Linked DNA regions of Hordeum vulgare: region 2 is linked to region 1. A link is a contact called in public Hi-C data. All regions are on one chromosome and are shown on one strand. The core of a region is the stretch at or near the end of the contact, and the rest is flanking DNA. Distances in the headings are between cores, read along the strand shown. Region 1 has its middle 26 kb from the start of LOC123412607. Region 2 holds the start of LOC123411306 (cytokinin dehydrogenase 11).

Region 1 (5,875 bases), core at 997-3,496:
GGGACGAAAGGGTTGGACCCTTTGATCCCCATCCTTTAGTCTCGGTTGGCGAACCTGGACTAAAAGACCTTCCCAACCGAAACTAAACGTCCATTCTTCAAGGGTATGTAGATACACTCCCCCTCTCGTAGATGTTAATCTTCATAAATTGATCTTGATGAGCCGTAGAAATTGTTTTGTTTATCATGCGACTTTCCCCAACATGAAGAGGTAGCTTTTGAGTGCTTATGAATTTGAGGACTAGAGTTTGATGTATGTGGATGCAACACAAAATTTGAGGGTTGACTAGGCCATCTCCATTGATGCGTGTGCAGGTGTATATGGACCGAATTTGGTGTATGCGGTTGTGGTTGTAGATTGCATTTACAGCCGGACCACTTAAACTCGTCTCAAATGTCCGGACAGACCGTTCGATCACTGACCGGTCACAAAAAAAATGACCGAGTCGGACCCCCCAAACGGATCTCAAACGTCCAGACTGACCAACACCTCTTATATCCATTTCAGGGGTGGATATGGAGGAGTCTGAGCACGCCCGGACACGCCTGTCAGGCCCACACTGGCCCACGCTGGCCCGCATCGATCCCAAATATATTTGTCCCCATCTGCTCACAAGACCAAACCCTAGCCACTTCACTCCACTCCACTCCCCTTCACTCCCATTCGCCACCAAAGCTCCCCTTCGGCGATCTATGGCCTTCTCCGGCATGGCGTGCAGCGGATCCGAGTCCTTCACCTCGAGATACGTCAGTCACAAGCTCATCCCACACGATCCCGAGGAGGAGATGGCTATCCGTCTTGCGCTCCGCCGCTCCCGGGAGGCGGCCTCCCTTCGGCTGTGCGGGGACTCGCAACGTTTGGAATCCATTTGCGTCGGCTCAGCCGATGCCTCACCGGAGGCGGTGTGGTCTGTCTGGCGTTCGAACACCTAGGAGGACGGGCACCACTTCTGTTGGCATGCCGAGATGCACCTTGGGCGTCCTCACACGCTAACATGGCGAGGTGTGCCCGTCGTGCGAGGCAGCGGGTGCGGGAGGCGGCATGGTCCCTAGCGGCGGTGGACGTTGGAGATGTGGAGTCGCGCTCTCACGCACCCCGTATAATGCACGGGTGCGGGCGCCGCAACGGCGGCGTGGTCGACATCATCGACCTGACGTCCATCGACACCGTCCGGGTCACGGGCTCCGACGAGGAACAATAGAGCATGAGAGACCGCAGGAGCTGGACTTCCGTAAGCCGGCTAGTGTCCCATGTCCTACTCTACCTCGCCCGTGACCGTACCAACACTCCAAGGAGCGCAGCCGGCCGCCGGACATGAACACAACATAGTCGGACGAGCTCCGTTTAGTATTAGGTTTATGTTGGATGTAATAATATGGATTTGAGGTTTCTAATTTAAGGTGTTCAGTCATAGAATGCATTATCTAAGACGCGACCTGTCATTGTCCGCTGGCTCGTCCCCTAACATTTGAGGGACTGAATTTGCAAGTTGAGGCTGTAGATGCGCTTATATTTTAGGAATGAGGGAGTACTGGCCCGATACCCCTCTCGCCACAAAACGACACAGATCACGGAGAAGAGCCAGTTGCGAAATCACCAAGCATAGATCTTTTTGTACCAGTTCTGGCCCTTTCCTTCCCTTCTTTCTTATCGCGTGTTTGGTGGGAATCTGTTTGGTGCATGTCCTCACATTGGCAACTCTGTTAGGTTCTCATCTGATGGCGGTGCAATGGCCAAGGCTGCATGCGTACGTGTCGTGCGTGCAGTCCTTCAGTTGCTGGGAGAGAGCTTCAGCATGAAGCTACCATCTATCAATCTCTGCTCTCTAGAGAACATTTGAACACATGCGGACACAACATCTGCTATCCCTCTCATGGGGTTAAAAGAAAGATTGTTGAACCATCGCCTCTTGACCACAAGATATAGATACTAATTCGATCCTCTTAAACAACGGTTATGGATAACATCAAAAGGAGATTAGCCTGACATGCACATAAAGTATTACTATAAAACACCAAATTATCAACTCCAGGTTAATTATAGTTAGGTCGTTTTCTTCAGGATTTGAAAGGGTTTTCATCCCCCCTAGTAGCAACTAGCACAAAGTTGTCGAGGAATTTTTTTACTACCTGGCATGTGAACCGAGTAGCTAGTGGGAATATTTGGACCACATGATCACAAAGGTACACTTTCACTAGTAGCAGTTCTACCTCCATCACATCAATCAACTGTTAACACTCGTTCGATCGATAAGCATGGAAGCATTGCCTTGGCCCCTACAAAGATTAGTCTCACCTTGAGAGCCCTGAGTTCAGTGACAGGGACAAAAGGGAGATTGATCATGACTTCCCTCCCCATTTTTATTCTGTTTTTCTCCTATAGTGTCACTCATAATTGGTGCACATGTTTTTTCCAACACAAAATAAAATTTAAAAGCGCCTCAAATACCATTTCTTTGTAATAAAAAGTGCCACATCTTCTGGTGGAAATTTGTGACCCTGTTTGCTTCTACTCATCACCTAGGACTAGCCACCTTTTTAGCAATGACAATGTAATCATGCAAGAATCATGCATGCATATATGCCCAGTAGTATGACACGAACACGCACAAGTTGACTTAGGACAAGACCACTAAGGCCACGCATAATTTGGCACCTACAGTCCTACGTGAAGGGGGGCAGAGGTCCTCTTTTTCTTGAGTTGACCACTGCTCTAGTGCGCTTGGGCATTGCATAAAGAATAATTCTGGCAGCGGCAATATCCGGGAAATAGTCTCAGGATTTTTGCAAGAAAACTTTTTTCGTTTTCATGAGAATATCAAAGCGCCTTGTCGTTTTGTCCATGGGCTAACTTAGCTAGCTCATTAGTGGGACGTGGAAAGCAGATGTGCTACTCATCGTGGACAGACGGATTAGACGTGTGGGTTCCAATTTGGTTCATGATTCACCACACTGAGCTTTCTCCGTGAAAGGTAGAGGAAGAGGTTCATCATGAATCCTCAACTCTAGCGTTTGTTCCCACTAAACCGTCAAATGCAAAACCATGTACTCTGGTTTAAGGTTTTGAATTTCAGTTCTACAAGAATTTTAGTAGCAACCGAAATCACCAAAATTCAGTGAATTTCATTGCATTTCGGCCAAAAACCGAAACATTCACTTGAATTTAACCAAATATTTGAGAATCTTTAAATATATTAAAAAATATGTGTATTCCAATGTACTACTGAATTTGCTGAAGTGTTTTTTTGCCGAAAGATATTTCAGAGCCTACTAAAATTCAGTGAGTTTCAAGGAAATAGCACTGAAATTGAAAACAGTGCTATGATTTCGATCTTTGTTTAAATGTTTTTTCTAAACTTAGAACGGTGGGCTAGTTGATTTATGCGTAAGTTGTTAAATTTTGCTACACAAGACTTAAAGAGAACAGGAAGTGAGTGCCGGATGTGCAAAACCAAGTTTCCGAATCATGGCGCAGGTATGTGGCCCAATAGTCTTTCAATTACTTTCCAAACCAGGAAGAGTTCGATCATGAAACCTCAACTATAGCACTTGCTCCAACTAAATTGGTAAATGTAAAATCATATACTTTGATCCTGATCTTTGTTTGACCGTTTGTGCTAAACACTAGTTCAGTTATGGGTGGAGGTTATGATCAATTCTAGGGTTTTCAATAGAAACTAAAATAACATGGGGGTAGAGAATGCTATATATAAACGAGAGTACATACCAACTCACAAAATAAAATAAAATGACACACAAAAATAGTTCATGAACTTTCGTGCAGGGACAACTGGCAGTAAGACGTGCTTGGATAAATTCTTGCAAGCTAACATTCCACACCAATCCGCTAGTCAATGAATTACATTTCCTCGACACTAAGGACTGAAAAACTAATGTATGTCCATATTACAAACATATTGAAGTCATACAAACATATGTCCACAGTTACATCTGGGTTCCATTTGCATTCTTTATAACAATGATTATTTTTTGGAAACTGCAATGTCTGAACTCTGCCTAAGATTTCAATAGGTCACATCTAGTATGGAGGACTTTCTGGTTGAGAAGTGAAGTTGACCAATCAAAGTCTAAAATAGTGAACTACGGCAAATAGCGACAGCCATGAAATGAACTAATTGTTACTATATATAGAGCCATTAAATCACGCTATATCCCGTTAAAATCCCTAAATTGTACTCCCACCATACTGAATTACTTGTCGTGAAAATGGATGTATGAAAACCAAAAATACGTCTAGATACATCCATTTTCGTGACAAATAGTTCGGGACAGAGGGAGTAGTACATAGATACCCTTCGATGAGACCGTGTTAAAAGTGCTATAGTGGTGTCGATATCAGAAATTCCTTTTGGAGCTCGAGCTACATGGAGCTCGTTTTTATAAAAAAATCCAAACAAAAGTTCCAATGCTTCAAAATATGCTCAGAAAAAATCCACAGTATCACATGGATATATAATTCATACCCACAAATTTTCATGATAAAATACATTGACATGAGAGCTACACAAAAAAGGCAAATTGCTGACGTTGGAAACAATGGACAGTATGTGCACTGTTCACAATAAAAAACCAACAACTTTCACTTTTTTGTGCAGGTCACAAATCAATGTATTTTCTTCTGAAATTTTACACACGTGTAGTATACATCCACATGTCAATGTGGAATTGTTTTCAGAATTTTTTGAAACTTTGAAATGTTATTTTTGAATGTTTGAAAAAAAGGCTTCATGTAGCCCGAGCACCAAAACCCCTCACTTCGTCGACATAGCCTACTATTCAAAACTTTGTGAACAATGCATACATACTCCTACCAAGTAGCTACGGGAATATTTGGACCACATCACGAAGGCACACTTTCACCAGGAGCAGTTCTACCAAGCGTGGAGGGCAGATTGCGATGCTGCGTATGCATGCAGGCATAGGATTCAAAAGAAGTGCGAGCAGGTCCAAACAGAGGAGATCCTCTCCTCAAAAGGAGGGGTGACCAGACCAAGACCAGGCAGGATTGCTGCAAAAAAGGAACAAAACCCTGTGCATTGGATTCTCTCTCAGCTGGTTCCCATGGCCGCAGCTATCCTATAGCCCCATACATGGCTTCACTTCCCAACGACACACACACACTGCAGTGCAAGTGCAACAGTATCCTACAAGTGTTTAAAAGGAGCTGTGGCAACGTAATTCTTTTACTTGTTTATCATGTTAGCATGCATGCATGCATGGGCTGGACCAACACTTGGCTTGGCTGCTCTTGCCACGAGGCGGATCTATCTCGGCTCCTGCACTGCATGCCCCGCCATGCCGAGGCCATATTGCCATGCACTCACTCACGCACGCAAGGTTCCCAAGGCTTAGGCTGCCCCTTTGCTTTCTGTAAGGTGACTTTGCCAACGAAAAGAGACAAGGAGATGGAGATAGAGAGAAAGACGATGGCGCCACCATTGCCATTGGGCGCATGCCGAGATAACTAGGGAAGAAATCTCGAAAGGTATTGGCTTAGGCAGAATCACGGTGCTGCTAAGATAATAGTAATAACCCAGTAGGGGACGTACGTAAAGGGGATTGGCCTAGGCAGAATCTTGCAGAAAGCCAGTGCACAGTGCGTCGGCTTTATGTGGAGCGAGCGAGACCGTATCCTTCCTCCTGCGTGGATCGCACGAGGTTTGCATTACTTAATCAGGTCCCATTTGGTTGATTCTGTGCGAGTCCCCAGGATGATTGGTTTGTTTAGGGGAGCAGTAGTAAATCAAGCCATCTTCTTTCCACATCCAACTTTCGTCAAAACAAAAACCTCCATCTCCATGCATGTTCTCTGCCCTAGCTTTCCACCGTCGTATCTCTCTCTCTCTCTCTCTCGC
Region 2 (5,875 bases), core at 2,269-4,768, 120 kb before region 1:
TACCTTTCAGTATTTATCTAAGTTAAATTGGCTTGCATATTATCCACTGCCAGCTCACTTATCCAATGTCTTCTTTTCTTCTATAAAAAAAACACAACCACGCACACGCTTAACAACGGGCACGGCGTGCCGCTGTGCTTCCGCCCGCTAGTATTTCAATAATTTCTTCAGAGCTAAACTTGGCTCTATTTCCTTCTCAATGTAAACTATAGTACAATGACGAAGAAAATCATCTCCCAATTTACTTCAAAGACGTGTCTTGACAAGTTTCATTGCCAAAAAGGCTCGCTCTGCTGTTGCAGTTGACACCGGAAGATTTATTACTAATCGTAACAACCTCTCAACAATAGGATAGTCACAGGACTTGCCAGTCTTAATTATTCCTTTTGTCATATTAGCAAGTGATTTGCAATTTTTGATCTCAGGATGGTTCAATATATCAAGATGGAAATGTGGTAATTCACACTCTAGTCGATCTCTTTCTTGACTAGAAAAATCAGGAGGATAGAATTTTTCCACTAGAGTGCATATCTTGGACTTGTCGAAGGCGTCATGTCTACGGTCCAATGATGAACAATGATCTAGAAGCTCTGTAACTTGAGAACTGAATTGTTCATTCAACTCTATCACTTGTTGATCTATTGCAACATTAAACACGTCTACTTTGTAATGATGGATAACGGTGGTGTTGTGTCATGCTTATTTCAAAATTTGTTACATCAACATACCTATAATTGCAATATATAAGAAAAAAACATGAATTAATTGCATGATTTAGACAATGATGAGTAAGTTTGTAGGTGAGTAAATCTCTACATTGTAATTTAATGAAGATATGGAGATAGGTAAAGAGACATACCTTTGATCCATGTCGGGGATGTCAATCTCATGTTTCACACAAAATGATTTAACATCTTCAAAAAGACTTTAGAAACACAATCCAATGCATTAGCAATATCCAAACTTTTATATTGAAGTTTGACACACAAGACATCCGCGATTTTCATAATTTTTTCCATTAGGTGCAGAGTGAAGACAAAACCAAAGGTGTTTAATATCTTCAAGGCACCTCCAGCGTCCCCTCTTGAATTCCTTGTAGTCGAGCGATCAGTTGCTACACTTCTTAGAACTGAAACAATTAGAGAAAACATGTTATCCAAACTCTTGATTGACTTTTAGTGCGAACTCCATCTCATGTCCCCGATCTTTGGTAAAGATCCTATTTGATTAGCTCCTCTTCCGGTGTCAAGCTCTCCTAATTCAATCTCTCTTGCAATCTCAGTTGCCTGGTTCTCTAGTAACTCATCATTCCGTTTGGGAGATGGACTAACCATATTTACAACAAAGTTTGCATGCTAGAAAAAAATATGAACCACATTTACCTCCCTTGAAGCGGCAACCAAAGCCAGTTGGAGTTGATGAGCTAGACAATGGATATAATGAGCATAATGACACTCTTGAAGAATTAGAGCATTTAGCGCATTCCACTCCCGTCTCATGTTGTTTGCTCCATCGTACCCTTCGCTTCTAATATCTTGCACATTCAACCCATTATCAGCTAGGATAGCAATGATTTTATTCTTGAGAGTCAAAGCACAAGTGTCATTCACATGAATAAGATCAAGAAAACGCTCCCTTATCAATCCTTCTATTTTCACAAACCGAAGAACTACTCCCATCAGCTCTTTTTTAGATCCATCCCGACATTTATCAACCAATATTGCAAATTTGCTATTACCCATTTCTTCTTTAATTCTGGTTTGCACTTTTCGTGAAATTATACCAACAATTTCCTTCTGAATAGTTGATGAGGTGTACTTTGCATTTTAGTATCATTTTGTACTACCTGTACATCCTTATTATAATAAGTCAAAAGCTTAATCATTTTCTTAAAGTTACCTTGATTCTTGAAATCCTCAGATTCATCATTGCCTCTAAACGGACATGCTTGAAACACTAACCACCTAATGCAATCAATACAAAATAATTAATAGATACAATGTATTAAGAAAATTGTTTTAAATTAAATGTTTATTGCTTACCTCATGGCATCAATAGAAGTTTTAAGCCTCAACCTTGGATCAAGAACCATTTTTTTAGTTTGATTTTTAATCACTGTGTCAATATGAGTTGGATTCCTTTTCAGGTTTTATAACACCGAACTGTAAAATTGTGAGCCGAGCTGGGAGTAGTGCCCATATGTTTGAGAAAAGCACATTCTTTTTTTTATTGTTAACCTTCTTCCATTTATCAAATCCTTTGACAATAAATGTGTCTGAACCACACTTCCCAACCGGTTTCTTGAAAAAGAGAAAACATGGTAAGCAATAGGCACATTTTGTATCAGTTTAATATTTCAACCATCAAAAGTTTGTGTATCAATCTTTTTGGAATCGCCGACAAACAACTTGTTTCACTATATTCAAAAATTTCTCAATGTTGGTTGATAGGCCCCCTCAAATACATAAAAACGCCTAGCATCATCTTGCTTTTTTCGGAGAGAGTTGCCAAATTTGAGGGAGTCTCCCTCGATCTCGATCGTATTTTGTGGTTATAACTGTTGCTTCTTTTGTAACTTCTCGCACATCTTGACTAGTTTGAGCATCATCTTCAACATGACTAGGGTGATTCTCTTCGCTAGGTTGCACATTATTTGTATTAGCGTCACGTTCACATGGATGACTGCCTGAACCAATTGGCTTGAAAAAAGTACACATTGATTGAGTTCTCTTTATCTTCATGCCTACACGAATGAAATTGGACAAACAAAGAAATTCTAATTACCTTTTAGTATATATACTCCTACAATTAAATTCTAAGGCAGATATTAATCTAGTGTTAGAAAAATGATCTTTTTCAAGTTTGATTGCTCAGATATATCCATGTGGGTGTGGCTGGCCGAAATACGTCGTGCCGCAGGCCTATGGATCAACATGATTGTGAGTCTGGCTGTCGGAGTCTCTGGGACGGTGGATGAAGGCCCTTTCTTCTTAACAGATGAAGAGATTATACTAGAAGGTCGGTGGCGGCACCAAGTAGTTTTTCAGATCGTTGATTGAAAACAAGCAAAAGAGAGAAACCTAATACTCCAGCTGATATGCGTCGCCGCCTTTGCCAGTGCATAAATAGTGTCGTGCGTACCGCTGCTAATGCCAAGTCCAACTCCTTGTCTCACATCAATGGTGGGCTGTATTTCTTTTTTCCGTTTTGCTGATATATTTAGCCCTTTGAACTTTGATGTCGTACGTACCAGTATGGGAGGGGGAAAGATAGCTACATAATGCATGTGTACAAAGAAAAGTACCGCTCCTAACTACTCCCTCGTTCTTAAATATAAGTCTTTCTAGATGTTTTATTAAGGGATTATATACGGATGTATATAGACATGTTTTAAACCATATATTCATTCATTTTGCTTCGTAATCCGTTAGTGAAATCTCTAAAAGGACTTAGGAACGGAGTGAGTAATCGATACTACTCCAGCGTTTAAGTTCAAACTTCCAACTTAACTAGAATTTCTTGCTCTGAAAGGTGTGTGATGGCTATCGACGTCCGCGTGTCCTCTCGATATAAACCCCTCGACCCACACGACCGCAACACAGCCGGAGACAGAGCGCGAGTGACATCACAAAACAGAGAGCTCTGCTCTGCTCTGCTCTCCTCAGCTCAGCTACACAAACTCATCACAGACACAGCGAGAAGAGAAGCTGCTTGCCCAAGATGATGCTCGCGTACATGGACCGCGCCGCCGCCGCCGCCACAGAGCGGGACGCTCTCGAGCTGACCGTGGTCACCGCCGACGCGGCCGAGTGCGCGGCGGCGAAGGACTTCGGCGGCCTCGTGAGCGCGCGCCCCGCGGCCGTCGTCCGGCCGGCCAGCGCCGACGACGTGGCCAGCGCCATCCGCGCGGCCGCGCGCACGACGCACCTGACCGTGGCCGCCCGCGGCAACGGCCACTCGGTGGCCGGCCAGGCCATGTCCGACGGCGGCCTCGTCCTCGACATGCGCGCCCGGCGCCTGCAGATGAAGCTCGTGTCGCCTGGAGGCGGTGGGGCGGCCTTCGCCGACGTCCCCGGCGGCGCGCTCTGGGAGGAGGTCCTCCACTGGGCCGTCTCGAACCACGGCCTCGCCCCCGCCTCCTGGACGGACTACCTCCGGCTCACCGTCGGCGGCACGCTCTCCAACGGCGGCGTGAGCGGGCAGTCCTTCCGGTACGGCCCGCAGGTGTCCAACGTGGTGGAGCTGGAGGTGGTGACCGGCGAAGGCGAGTGCCGCGTCTGCTCCCCCTCCTCCCACCCCGACCTCTTCTTCGCCGTCCTCGGCGGCCTCGGCCAGTTCGGCGTTATCACCCGCGCCCGCATCCCGCTCTCCCCGGCGCCACGGACGGTACTACCTCCCACCACTCCTCATCCTCATCCTCACCGTCATCGTCCAACGGTGCACGCTAACCGGGTGACTGCAGGTGAGGTGGGCGCGCGTGGTGTACGCGAGCTTCGCGGAGTACGCGGCGGACGCGGAGTGGCTGGTGACGCGGCCGTCGGAGTCGGCGTTCGACTACGTGGAGGGGTTCGCGTTCGTGCGCAGCGACGACCCGGTGAACGGCTGGCCGTCGGTGCCCATCCCCGCCGGCGCGCGCTTCGACCCGTCGCTGCTCCCCGCCGGCGAGCCCGGCCCGCTGCTCTACTGCCTGGAGGTGGCCCTGTACCAGCACCAGCAGCAGCAGCCGGACGACGTGGACGAGGTAGGCCTCGGACGGGCGCTGTACTTGCGTGCGGGGATGTCGTCGTCCTCCACCCTCCGCTGGATTCTCTGCCCCCAACCGCGCATGCCGCCAAGCTCACCACGGCCCCCACCCCACCCACGCCCACGTACACCGGTCGATCTCGCTCGCGTGCGTACAATGCGGGCCGAGCCCCACCTCGCCTCACTCACGTCTCCTTTGTCCCCATGGCACAGCTCAGCTAACGCGCTAGGCCGGCATGTGACGACGTGACACGATAGCGTCCGTCGTCGTCGTCGTATGCTCTGCTCTGCTGCCAGACCCATTGAGATATTGATTCGCATGCCCGTGCTCATGTTTGTTTGTGTGTGTGTGTGTGTGTGTGTGCAGAGGATGGGGGAGATGATGCGGCGGCTCAAGTACGTGCGGGGGCTGGAGTACGCGGCGGACGTCGGGTACGTGGAGTTCCTGTCGCGCGTGAACCGGGTGGAGGAGGAGGCGCGCCGGAGCGGCAGCTGGGACGCGCCGCACCCGTGGCTCAACCTCTTCGTCTCCGCGCGCGACATCGCCGACTTCGACCGCGCCGTGCTCGCCGGCATGCTCGCCGACGGCATCGACGGGCCCATGCTCATCTACCCCATGCTCAAGAGCAAGTGAGTACTACTCGTACAAACACAACCGATGACGCACCACCTCTCCTCTCCTCTCCTCTTCTTGGACCGCCTCCGTGCGCCGCCCGGTGGCATGCCATTTTGCACGCACGCGCATGTGAGCGGCGAGCAGACGGCAGCGATTATAATAAGGAGAGAATTCCTTATTTGGCCCTTTCTTAAATTCTTCTTCCCTATTTGGCCCTAAATATTATTTTTTTCCCTATTTGACATCTAAACTTCATTTCCTTCCTAATATGGCCCTATAGTGCAATCTGAACACTAACGGTGTTAAATGTGGTTGTAAAATGACTCTTTTGCCCTTGATGAATTGTGGGAACAAAAGTTACTCTCTAGTGTGTGTGACATATTTAAGCCAATAAAAACGTACCAGTAGCTCCATTTTGGATGCTTTCAACGGTTATTATGGAGCTACTGGTACGTTTTTATTGGCTTAAATATGTCACACACACTAGAGAGTAACTTTTGTTCCCACAATTCATCA

The links. A called contact is a pair of places that touch in the nucleus more often than the background predicts.
Region 2: a contact with region 1 is called in a Hi-C map of leaf, with 5 times the contacts expected there. The contact joins the promoter of LOC123411306 here to the enhancer-like site in region 1. A contact is called at or near these places in 5 of 6 Hi-C or Micro-C datasets (leaf, seedling and an unstated tissue).

The regions. Positions count from the first base shown.
Region 1 is chr7H:619,875,807-619,881,681 of MorexV3_pseudomolecules_assembly, reverse strand. No RefSeq gene overlaps it. Among protein-coding and RNA genes, the nearest start is that of LOC123412607, 26 kb to the right of the region's middle. Within about 2 kb of position 2,246, at least 1 of the 3 cell types and tissues checked has open chromatin away from gene starts, as enhancers often do. A contact at or near this core is called in leaf, where this site is marked.
Region 2 is chr7H:619,995,942-620,001,816 of MorexV3_pseudomolecules_assembly, reverse strand. It overlaps LOC123411306 (cytokinin dehydrogenase 11), which reads left to right and starts at 3,518. Exons shown (of 4, transcript XM_045104239.1): 1 at 3,518-4,386; 2 at 4,463-4,741; 3 at 5,111-5,373. The coding sequence starts at 3,721.